Regions from separate parts of the Gossypium hirsutum genome. Here region 2 is linked to region 1. Evidence: chromatin contacts called from public Hi-C data. All regions are on one chromosome and are shown on one strand. Each heading gives the region's core, a stretch centred on a gene start, on an enhancer-like site or on the middle of the called end of the contact. The rest is flanking DNA. Distances are from core to core; before and after follow the strand shown.

Region 1 (6,488 bases), core at 1,314-3,813:
GTTGGGAATTTGCCCATGAGGCTAAAAGTAGCCATAATCAACTTTGTCATTCCCATTATGGTTTGCCAAAAAATGATATTATACGCTGAAGACTGATCCACTATTGAGAATTTTGCATTAACGATCATGGTGTGTTCACTATCCCCCATGATGACTGGAAATACGACTGATCATTTAATCTCAATTGGCTATTGTTGTTAGAATTCTTAAGACTATCCAAATTGCTTTTGCAAATTTTAAAGTTGGTCTTGCAATTTAGAGAATTACTGGGAGCTTGCATCTTTTGTTATAGGTTGTATATGTCTGGTTTGGGGATTGGTAACTAGGGTAAGCTTTGCAATACCTAAGTTGAAAAAGGGTAATGTTGAGCATATTGGTTGTATGGATTGTAAATATACATCTAAAATTTTCAATTTTGTGGTTGAGTTTGGTTAATGTTCTAGGTTTGTGGTAATTTGGTTGTTTTGATTAGCTTGGTCGCTTGGGATGATGGTTTTTGAGTTTGCCATTAGAGAGGTTCCTAAGTTAAGAATGAATCCACACTTACCGCAATAATTCATGTGAATATGTTTATTTAAAATATATATATAAAATATTAAAAATTGAGATTTGTTATAAAATAAATAGAAAGAGAGTAAATGACAAAGAAAATGGGAGAGTAAAAGAGAGAGTGTATTTTATTGGTCAATCGGAATATTTATAAAACTTCTCTAAAGTCTCTATTTATAGGCATAAGAAATATAAATGAAGTAGAGATCTACTTCTATTGACTATAAAAATTTAAAGTACATTAAAACCTGTCTTGATCTTGATGGACATCCACTTAATAAGATATTCATAACACTCCTCCTTAGATGTCCATTGGTAGATAATGTGCCTCGTTAAAACCTTACTAAGATAAAAATCCTGTGGAAAAAAAATCCTAGTGAAGGAAAAAGAGTACGCATGTCTATAATATGCATATTATGCTGCCTCATTAAAAACATTACCAGGAAAACCCAATGGGACAAAACCTCGATTAAGGGAAAAAGAGTAGAACGCGTATTTACTCCCCTCGTGAAAACATCACATACTTTCTCATATTCTACGTATTCAATCTCGAATACTAGTTTTTCAAATGATTATTTGAATATATTTGCTAATCATTTATATCACCATTCTTTTGAAAGTCATGAGTGGGAGAAAATGTGGGAGAAATATATTTTGATCTCTTCTAGAGTTTCAACAATAATCATAGAAAACATTAATTATAATTCTTCTATAAAAATATAAATAGGTATTTTTGATTATTTTATAATCCTCATTCAACTACTATTCACTCAGTCAATTTTACCACATATGTTCAAATTATTCCAATTCATATAAATGATCAATTTCTCGAGAATTTCAATATGCTTCTAGCATTATAAATCTTTCAAGGATCTTAATATAAACTTTATTATATAGTGATTCATAAAATGTTGTAACAACAACCATTAGATGCAAGTTAAATCTTTTATGAATTGTCAAAATAATATATCTTTAATGAATTGATCAATAAAATACGTTCTCTCTTTTACTTTTCCATTTTCTTTGTTCTTTACTCTCTATCTATTTATTTTATAAGAAGATTAACCTTCAATTTAATTTATATGTATAGATAAAAACAAATTATGATTTTAATACATTATTTAAAATTTAAAATTAACATCAAAACAATATATTTAAAAAGTTTTAATGTTAAAAACTAAATTTAAAGTTTAATTTTTTAAATTTAATCAAATACAATCAAACTAAACTTTAAAAAAAAATCAAAAATTTAAAAACAATTAGAATAAAATCTAATTAAAAAAAATAAATACTAATGATAATTTCATAATGCTCTCAATATTTCTTTATCTTCAAATTGTTATTTGCCAAACAACCTACCAGTCCCCCAACTCTGTCAAGTGTTATCTATTAGTATAAATTTTGTCTGATACTTTGTCGAGAATCAATGTACCCGAATAACTATTTAATGGGCTTGGTTGACAAAGTTGAGAGCTCTTTAGTTGATTACTTAAAAGAAAATATGTCAATAAAGGATGTGAGAATAATAATGTGTGGGGACTTGAACTATCAACTTTAAATTTATAACCCACTCACTTGTAACTATGGTAGCACCTGAGTTTTGTAGGTTTAGTAATCAAAATGCTTTCGAGGCTGTGAACTAGTTTTATTGGGCTGTATTTCATAGTATTGTTACTCTTGATAAAGTATAAAAGATAATATTTCGACATTGTTTAAAAATGGGTCAATTGCTTGGAGAAGGAGTGCCACTCTGAATAATTACATATTGGTTAGATATTATATTTTTCTTAAAAAAGCATGGTATGATAAATTCTTAAGGTTTAAGCGTCTACTAGTCTACCTTTCCAAAATAACAAACGCGTCCCGCTGCAAAGTTGGTTAGCCCTCTTTACAAACTCGTATCAAAATATTGTTTGCGGACAATTACAGCAACAAATCTGATCCGTTCATTTCTCTGAGATCAGAGAGATCGTCAATATTTGATCTGATCAGACGGTTTAAAAACCGAGGGTCTATCAGTAATTCCACCCATCAGCATTTTCTCTTTTGCCTCCGCGTTAACTTTCATTTTCCTCGTTAAACCTCAATTTCAAATCTGCTTTGAGAAGTTCTCGTATATTTCGTTGTAGATCCAACTCACCACCACCGAGTCGTGCTATTCAACTCGTCCAGAGTTGGCGTCTCTTGTTTTTTTGTTTTGTTTCTCAATTTCATCTCTTTCATGTGAAAGACTAGGTTCTATCTATTGATTTGGTAGATTCTTGAGATTCCATGGCTAGGGTTTTAAAAAACTGGGAGAGACTGGTGCGTGCTACCTTGGAAAGAGAGCAGCTCAGAGATGCTGGTCAAGGTCATGCGAGAAGACCAAGTGGGATCGCCGGTGCTGTTCAACTCCCACCCTCGCTTGGTCGCGCCACTAATATCGACGCCATCCTTCAGGCTGCGGATGAGATTCAAGCGGAGGACCCGAATGTTGCCAGGATACGTACGTTTCTCTCTTCTTCCTCCTATTTTCTTTGTTTTATTGGTACTTGATCACGTGATCTGATGGCAATTTATGTCACGGAAGGGGAAATGACTTGAAAGTGACTTTATAGAGTAAGCTGGTGTTTATGTACGAGGTTGAGTTTGTTTGCTCATATTATTGATTATCAGAGATAAAATAGGTAGGAGTTGAATTCTTCCTTCCTTTCGTTTATGTGCTGAAGGGAGTTTTGAATTTAGACGAATTGGTTCTCGATCTTCCTTACCTGCTGTGTTGTTCTTGCTTTGTCTGTTCGGTCTATGAAATACTAGTCGGCATAGACTTCCACGTCTAGCTGAACTAACACTATAAGAACTTATTTGATGGATTTATTGCAGGAACAAGAGGTTAACTATACATGATTGCGTAATTTAAGTTTACAGAAGCAATAACTGTAGTAATATAGAACAAAAATAAGGTATAAGCATGCTTGTAATGGAAACCATTTTATGTCATAGAAATGACTATTGTGGGGCAATGCGATTTGAATTGAATGATCTTTGGGTCTCTTTCAGATTGTACATAAATGTCTGTCTGTGTCATATTTTGTCATGAAGTATATTCAAGGGCTTGTAAATTCCAATATTTGAGGACTTTAGTTAAACCCAAACAGTTATTTGTGTTGAGTTGTTAAAGCAGATTTCTGATTTGGTTGAATGATTAAACTGAAAGCATCAGATCATATTGATTTTAATAGCCAAGTTAGTCAGATAGATATAACATGAGGAAGTTTGAGAATTTCTATTTACATCTAAGAATTTGCTGTTTACTTTGGCAAAAAAATTGGATAATCAACCTGTTTTGGGTTCATTGTTAATTAGAATCTCACTGCAATGTTATTATGTTTTTGAATATGTTTCTATGTGAATATGTTGGTGTGCAATATACTAGGAATCCAAATTACTTTATGACTTTAGACCCACCCAAAGTAAATAAGCATCTTGATAGAGTGGCCAGCTTTTCTCCTTATTGTGGTCATTTTTTCTTTCTAAAAAAAATTATTTAGTAACTTTCTTTTTATATTTGACCTCCAATGGCCTATTAGATTTGTACATTGACTGGTATGTCTATGGTTACTCTAGGCATTTGTGTGTTTTTTTCTTAACCGTTTGTTCCACTTCTGAATCCTAATTTATTTCTGGATGGTGATATGTTTATTATTTATATGCTTTCAATTTCAGTTTGTGAGCAGGCATATGGTATGGCCCAAAACTTGGACCCAAATAGTGAAGGTAGAGGTGTCCTTCAGTTCAAGACTGGTTTGATGTCTGTAATTAAGGTACTATTATGTAAGCTTTTGATGTTATGTAGTTTTTTTCATATAGTTTAAATAATGTTTATGCTTATCCTGTCTAGATAGCAATAAATTTACCATGGTCATTGGTCTTCTCTTAGGGTCCAGATCAATGGTATTGTTTTTTGTCGGTATGAGCTATGTTTACCACTTATCTGTTTTAGATCCTACTCATATTACACTGCTACAATTTGCCAATATATTCATTTCACTGTTGTTTTTGACCCCCACTGACCACTAACCTTAGAGGGTGTTTGGTATGAAGGAATGTGCTCACCTTCCCAAAAATTTAATTTGTGGGAATCTGATTCCTATATTTGGCTTGCTTAAAAGTGTCCATATTTTTGGGTATGTGCCAATTTTCTCATAAACATGATGATGCAATAGCAATTCCTGTAAAGAGTGGTGGGAAAGTAACTTCCCATGCAATTGGAAAGTTAAAATTTACTTTGATTAATATTTATTTTTACCCAATTTTCTCATTTTTTACCCAGTTTTTTTCCTAACTACAAAATCATGAAATCAAATTAATTTTAGAATTATTCTAATCACTATCAAATTAACTTTCAATTAATTTGCTTTCTCATTTCATGCATATTAAATATATAAAACTTTCTTGTTGTTTTCTCATTTCAATTAATTTGCTTTCTCATCTCATAATTGCTTTCTTTTATTTGTATTTAAAATAACTATTATTTAAAAAGAAGATTTAAACTGACATTTTTGTCAATTATAAATATCATTGGAAAATATAAAACTAATAAAATTTGCATTTTATTTGATAAGGATAGATTTGGAAGTTACCATCATATTCTTAGTAAAATATTTGGTGAACCAAATATGTCAATGCAACTTTTTTAAGATTTACTTATATTTCTATTTCTAATAATCTATGTATATTGATTTCATCTTCCGTCGAGTTTTCTGATTACAACAATATGCTTGTATGTTATTCCACAAATTATATTGTTTCATTCTTGATTTGGATTTGATGTTGATTTACTTCATCTGCTATCTAACAACTACTACTACATGACTGAACCTTGGTGCCTTTTCCCCCCAATCATTTCATTCTAAATTCTTATTTTGATCGCCATTTTCTTTTTCCTGCAGCAAAAACTTGCCAAAAGGGATGGTGGGCGAATAGATCGTAATCGTGATATTGAACATTTATGGGAGTTCTATAAGCTCTATAAGAGGCGGCACAAAGTAGATGATATCCAAAGAGAAGAACAAAGATGGCGGGAATCTGGAACCTTCTCATCTACTAGTTTGGGAGAGTATGGATACCTGATGCTATTCTATTAGTTTCCTTGTGATTTAATTTGTGTGCTTATGTTTTTGGCAATATTAAGTACTATTCTCAAACCATCTGTCTTGAATTAGAATATGTTGGGGGAATTAATACAATTATTTGATTTTTTATCCTATTTAATGAATGATCTCTAAGTTTAGTCTAAGCAAACTATCATCAATTGGAATTTAAATAAGTACAGAGGGAAGGTTTACAAAACTCTGAAGTTGATGATTTAACATTGGAATTTAAATACTTGCATCCTGTTTAAATTTAGTGTAGAAGCTAAGCACCACACTGAAGTTGGATTTAGTTGTAACATTTATCTGTTCGTTAAATTTTCATCTTGGCCAGTTTTCTATTTCTTTTTGGTTGGCATATTTTCTATTTCATGATTTTATTATTGTTATTTTTTGTGCCATGAAATCTCTAGTGCTTTAGGAATGAAGAAGGTCCTTGCTACTTTGAGGGCCTTAGTGGAGGTCATGGAGGCACTTAGCAAAGATGCTGATCCGGATGGGGTTGGAAGGCTTATTAAGGATGAGGTACATGTGATTAACACCCACTGAATGTGCTTTTCAGTGAGCGTCTTGGATATTTTCAATATTTATATATTATTCATTTGCATGTTGTACTTCTAGCTTGTCAATGAAGTTCCTATGATATTCTCTTTTATAATCTGTTCTCCATGAAACTGTTACTAACAACTTCGCTCTTTGCCATTTTATCTCATGTTTTAACTCGTTTATGTCTTGAAATAAGGTATATGGTTGATCTTTATTTGGTTGAAAACTATATGATCTTTTATATATTTTTTCAGTTGCGAA
Region 2 (6,488 bases), core at 2,421-4,920, 370 kb before region 1:
AAATTGTGAAGTTAAATTGTAGTTTTGTACAACAGGGACTAAAGTGTATAAATTTCAAAATTTGTGGTAAAAATGAGAAATAGGAGGTATACAAAGGACTAAAGTGGAATCGGTTTAAAATTTTGGGTTCTAAATTGAAATTATGTTAGTCTCGATTTTAGAGACTAAATTGAATAAATGTCAAAATATGTAAGAGTTTACGATTGATTGTAAGTTTAGTTGGAAAAATAATGTTGTGCATTGTCGTACTAATGTTCGTAGCTAAAGTTGATGTGGGAGCATAAAAAAGAATGGGGAAGGCAAAAATATGTGACAAGTAGTTCGACTTTCTGTAAGGATTGAATTGTTACTGATATGTTTGTGGTAAATGTTAGAATACTACTTTTGAATCGATTGTCGTTATGTTTAAATCGATTCATTATTGTTTAAATCTATTCTTTGTTATTTAACCTGATTCACACCTTATCATAAATGTCTGCATGTTTTTTGTAACTTGTTGTTTGATAGAAATGTTTAGATGAATTGAAATGATTCATTTTGAGTTGAATGTGATTGAGGTGCCTTGAGGTATATTGGTTAGAAATGGGATTGGATTATGTCTTTAAATGTGATTTTGGTGCACTTGTAATAAGTTTAAGAATTGGTTGTTGCATGTATATAGCCTAGATAAAAGTTGGGTTAAGGTAACTCGATTGTAAAGTTTATTTTTGTGCATATGGGATAACATACGACCGTGTGTCACACATGGGCATGTGACATGGCCGTGTGCTTTTTTGCAATTAGAAGGTTTCAGGTTAGCATGGTCTCAGTTTGTTACATGGTCCAGAGACACGAATGTAGGGAGTAAATCATCAATTCTTCTATACCCCATGTTACAGTCAACATTTGCATCGGATTTCCAACCAGTGTAGGTTGATGGCATACCAGTATAAGTACTTTTGCCCTAGGGCATCAAACCACCAAAGTTAAAATCGAACGCACTGACTGAATGTCGTGCCCAGGTGTCGAGGTTTAAGTTACGCTCATACCTCGACTGATAATGGCCTTCGAAGTTGAAATTAGTGCCTGAAACCGAATAATGTCTTCCTATTGATGATTCGGGGACATTACAAAGGGAGTTTTGTAACAAAGCAGTCAACCCACCGCACAACTGTGTTGTAGGACTTTCCATTTCTGCTTCTGTGCTTGCATTAGCCATAACATTGGTCGAAAATTGAACAGCTACATCAACCTCAGCAAACTCAACATATAACTCTATTGTAGCATTTCCACTTGAGTAATGCGAATTTATGATCGCCTCCGGCTCTAACTCGCCTTTAACATCAAATGGCTCATATTTAAAAGGGTCCACTAATGCCAGATATCTATATTTCAAGCTCGAAATTCTTCCCTAACTTGAGCCCTCGGTTTTCCTCTTGATTCTAGTCTGTAGCTCACGTAATTGATTGGTACAGTTGAAAGTCAATTCCACGGACTGGGCTCTTACAAATACAATCCCGACGTCTGTATTGAAAATTTGACTGTTATAATAAATTACAGATTTCACTTGTCAACTCATTTCATTTTTTTAAAAATTAAATATTTAGAACAAAAAATCTTCAGATGGTTATCCAAAGAAATGTAGACGACACTCGCAATGCAACTCTTAAAAAAAAGAACTAATTTGCTTGTGTCTAAGTACTGAATACTTCGGTAGTTTAATAACAAAAAAGAACAAAGAGAGAGGGAAGGCGCGCTTCAAAACACATTTTCATCGAATAATAATAATGAAAGGATCTTCTGTGCTTGAAAATGTGTTTCAGCATAATCAATTTGAACATACGCGTGCTTGAAAACGTAGTGGCAGCCAAAAAGCTTGCTAGATGAACTCGCTTTCTATCTGCCACCATTCAAAGCCTGCCAAAGTGCCTTGATCCTTGGAATCTTGGGTAAGATTTGAGGCACATCATTCAAATATTCGATGAAAACGCCTCTTCTATGACGTGTTTTCAACCATAAGTTGTTTTTTCCTTTTCAATCTCACCCCTCCCCCGCGCCTATAAAAAGGGTCTCTCCTTTCATACTCCATCATACCTAACCATCATCTTTCTCAACCATCATCCTTCCACTTTAAAATATTTCTCTCTCTCAGTTTTCTTCCCTACTTTAGTGGTCAAAATTTTCGTCAATAATATTTATTCCTATTTGAGGTATTCTTGAGTTTCGGTGATGTGATATTGTTCCGAGACACACATTTCATATATCCTGCCAAGATGAGACTATTACCTCAGAAACCTATCCTGTGGAAGTCAGGTTCCGGGGTGACGATGCTTTATATGGTCACGGGTCAGAGTATAACTGGGGAGCCACTTAACAGTTGTTATGTGGGCACGAGCTCAAACTTTTTAGACACCCGAAGATTTTGCCTTATAAATACCATACAAAATTTTAAAGACATAACCATAAGGAAAAACTGTGGGGCTTCCCGCTATAATCGGCGCAATTTTTTTTCTCCATTTCCATGCAGTCGATATCTTTAACCTTCCTTCTTAGAAGAAGGTCAGCATTGTCGTGGACGTAGGAGGACTCTTCGGCGGGCAATGACTATTTCGATGGAGTAAAGGTGATGCTCTTTTTAGTTAGTAAAAAATCATTAATAACTACAACTGTTGTAGCACCGACTCAAGTTTGACTTTTACTCCACCTGAACATTCGTTTTTCGCTTGAGAGCCCTCTTGTGTCAACCTCGATGCCAACCCTCAGATAAGAATGAAAGGTTAAAGATATCAACTGCTTGGAAATAGAGAAAAAAATTACATTGATTACATCGAAAAGCCCTTCATTTTTTCCTATGATTATGGCATCAATCTTATGTATGGTATATATAAGGCATCATTTGCGGGTATCCAAAAAGCTTGAACTCGTGACTGCATAACGACCGCCAACTGACCCCCAGTTATACTCAAACCTGTGACCGCATAACGACCGTTGACTAGGACCTCCACTTAGACTTCAACCCGTGATTGTATCAAGCATTGTCACCCTGAAAGCTGACTTATATAAGATGAATTTCTTAGGTAATGGTCCTATCCTGACATGACATATGAAGTGTATGTGTTTTGAGATACGTTTTTGTATCCCCAATCTTTCAAATCTACCTATAAACTTTCACAGTTTCACTCTCAAAACCTTAAACCCAATAAAAACCCTAATTCTTAAACAAAAAAATCTAACCTTAATACCAACCTTAACCCTAAAAAATCATAAAAAAAATTGATGGCTGAGGAGAGTGTGTGTAAACGTGTCTTGCTAGGCGCGCTTTCACAAACAGTCTTCAAAATTGACCTATTTTCCTAAATCTTAAAAAAACGACCTATTTAATCAATTAAAAAACCACATATATTGCCTATTTAACCTATATATGAAATAGGAAGAATAAATAAACAAATTAAAATCAATTATGTTAAACAAGCTAATAGAAAAAGAAAATAATTTTTTAAGTCTCGAGGCTAATTTAAAATTTAATAGATAATTTAGGAAAATCAAATTTCCTTTCTTCCAATAATTCCCTAGTAAAAAGAGAAAGGACAGCACATCATGTTTATAGATTTGTTTAGTTCCAAAACGGGGTCAGTGGGGTCCCACATTCAGACGGATATCCTTTGGTTACATATAAACACACAACACAGAAACACAACCACCTACCCAAGCAGTTAAAGTGTTAAACTCAGACGAGAGAGAGAGAGAGAGAGAGAAAGGGCCAATACAGGATCATGAAAGAGATTCAGGGTGAAGAAGCATCCCAGACACAGCCAAATTCAGACAATGGGTAGGAAAGTGGGATGGGAAAAAGGGTTTTAACTCTTGCTTCTTCTTTTTTTCCACTTTTGGATTTACTCTTTGATTATCATTTACTGATGAATGAATAAATAAATAGTATCTCCTCCTGCTGGTTTCCTTTTCAATTGAAGTGCCGCATGTTGGGTTCTTTAGTGTTTGTGAATGAACCTCATCACCATCCAAACAGCTTAGCTTCTGGGGGTGTTTTCATTGTTGGAGTTAATAGTTTTAACAATGTCTCATAAGAGACCCCAAGAAGATAGTACTAAGGGTCGACCCTCAGAAGCCTTTACTCCTGATCAGGATAAACGGAGAAGGGTTCCTACATTGAGAAAGTACACGCCTTTCCTTTCTTACCTTAATTTCATTCTTCTTTTTTCCCTTATTGATGCATAATTTGGGGTTTTCTTGTTAGGTATATTTAAGTTTAAATGAGTGAATATTTGTACTGAGTTTATTTCTTAGTAAAGTTGTTGGCTGATATTGTAACCAATTAAAATAACTGAATTAGGCATTTGGTTGAACCTCACTTACACCTATCCATGTGTTGTGATGAATTGGTAATATAATCCATCTAATATTATGCATTATTTTTATAGTGTTTCTTCTGGTTGCTAATCTGTTTGTAAACGATGGTAGTGTGGTTCAGGAGGTGATGAAGTTGCAATCAGTCCAGCATTTGCTGGAGCCAGTTTTGGAGCCATTAATTCGTAGGGTGGTATGTTTCTTTCTTTAATCATGTTATTTCAAAAGTGCTCCTACATTATTTATCATTTTCCTGCATATAATAGGTGTAGATTTTTATTTACATGGTAAAAGAGAGTATTAGTGAGCTTGCCTTTCTCAAGAGTTGAAATCATAAATTACCGTGTCCTATGCTTAATGAGGTTTAGTTTAGCAGTTATTATAGTCCACGCTGCTTGGACACGGGAGTAAAAAATTTTGGATACGGTTACACATACAGCGCTGACATTTGCATGTTGCAGTTTTTTCCTTAAGGCTTTCCTTATAATTGGAAGGCCTAAACTTATTACCCAACAATGGGGAATTAAGCCAAAGTTTTCAGTCCTTAAGGGAGCACACCAAAGGGGCCTATATATAAATGTTGGATGTCACTGATAGTATATCGCCTACCAGGTATTGTACTCTACCTTTTGGGAACTTAGTGACATGGAAGAATAAAAGAACAGACAGTGGTGGCAAGATCAAGTGCAGGGGCAGAGTTTAGGGTTATGACCCAACGCATTTGTGAACTCTTGTGGATAAAGATCATCTTGGATGATCTTAAGGTTAAATGGAATGAGTCAATGAGGTTGTATTGTGACAACAAGTTGGCTATTAGTATCACCCACAATCCAGTTCAACGTGATAGAGCCAAACATATTGAAATAGATGGACACTTTATAAGGAGAAGTTGAGAATGGAGAATCTCATTGATCCTTACATCTCCACTTCGTGTCAATTAGTTTTAGTTTGGAGGTTTAACTATATTATTGAAAGTATGTTTTCAGTCTGATGATCATAGCTTAGCCATTAACCCCATTAAGATTTGTTGGACCATATACACCTTTGTGTTTAGCAACAAAATTGGTTGTCTTCATGTGTCTTGGGAACATATTTCCTCGACTTAGCTGTCTTTTTCTCTAGTTATTTCACTTAAGCTTTGAGATCAGATAGGAAGCATGATAAAACAAAACTGAAGGTGTAAACTGAATTTGTCATAGAAAACAGACAGTTGGCCTTTCTAAAATAATTGAAACTCTTGATACTCGATTCTATGTCTGTCATACAGATATGTCTTGTATGCTTTTCAGTTCAACACATTCTCTTGGCATCTTCACTCAACCTTTCTGTGAATGTTATATCAATGCTATTTTGCTTCACTGGATGGACATGCTGCCTAATATTGTTGTGTTTTTCATTGTCTTTTTCTAATGCCGATGCTATTGTGTCTGACATCTAATTTCAAAGTTATTCTGGGAAAAGCGAGCAAAAACTTGTATTCTTATCCATCGGTGGCAAGCTCCCATATATTTTGGTAGTTCTTTATCATATGTACATTAACTATGTTATGTTCCTTAGGTCAAAGAGGAAGTTGAAGTGGCTTTTAGAAAGCATTTGAACAATATGAAAAGGTACAAATTCAATTAAAAGAAGGGAAAAAAATTCTACAGAAAGTTGGGTTAGCTTCATAGTATACTAACCACGCGATTCTGCTCTTTTTTTAAAGGAATGGAGGGAAGGATGTAAATTCTACATCAAGAATCTTACAACTCCAATTCTTAAATAATCTCTCTCTTCCCGTGTTCACTGGAACTCGAATTGAAGCAGAAGAATGTTCTGTCATTAAGGTGGCCATAGTCGATTCTCTTACTGGACAAATAGTTTCCTCTGGCCCTGAGTCTTCTGCCAAAGTAGAGGTTGTGGTTCTTGAGGGAGATTTTGATGGTGATGAGGGGGACAATTGGACACTTGAAGAGTTTAAGAATAACATTGTAAGAGAGAGAGAAGGAAAGAAACCTCTTCTTGCCGGAGACGCATTTCTAACTCTTACCAGGGGAATTGGATTAGTGGGTGAAATTTCGTTCTCGGATAATTCAAGCTGGACAAGAAGCCGTCGATTCAGACTTGGTGCCAGAGTTGTTGATGGCTCCGATGGAACTAGAGTA

Evidence for each region. A called contact is a pair of places that touch in the nucleus more often than the background predicts.
Region 2: a Hi-C map of leaf shows a contact between it and region 1, with 2.9 times the contacts expected there. The contact joins the promoter of LOC107949701 here to the promoter of LOC107949710 in region 1. A contact is called at or near these places in 4 of 34 Hi-C or Micro-C datasets (all in leaf).

What each region holds. Positions count from the first base shown.
Region 1 is chrD03:41,393,965-41,400,452 of Gossypium_hirsutum_v2.1, reverse strand. LOC107949710 (callose synthase 10) reads left to right here and starts at 2,563. Exons shown (of 51, transcript XM_016884453.2): 1 at 2,563-3,034; 2 at 4,255-4,352; 3 at 5,481-5,647; 4 at 6,095-6,206; 5 at 6,482-6,488. The coding sequence starts at 2,821.
Region 2 is chrD03:41,763,943-41,770,430 of Gossypium_hirsutum_v2.1, reverse strand. LOC107949701 (calmodulin-binding protein 60 A) reads left to right here and starts at 3,670. Exons shown (of 7, transcript XM_016884434.1): 1 at 3,670-3,808; 2 at 4,459-4,537; 3 at 5,902-5,954; 4 at 6,050-6,488. The coding sequence starts at 3,753.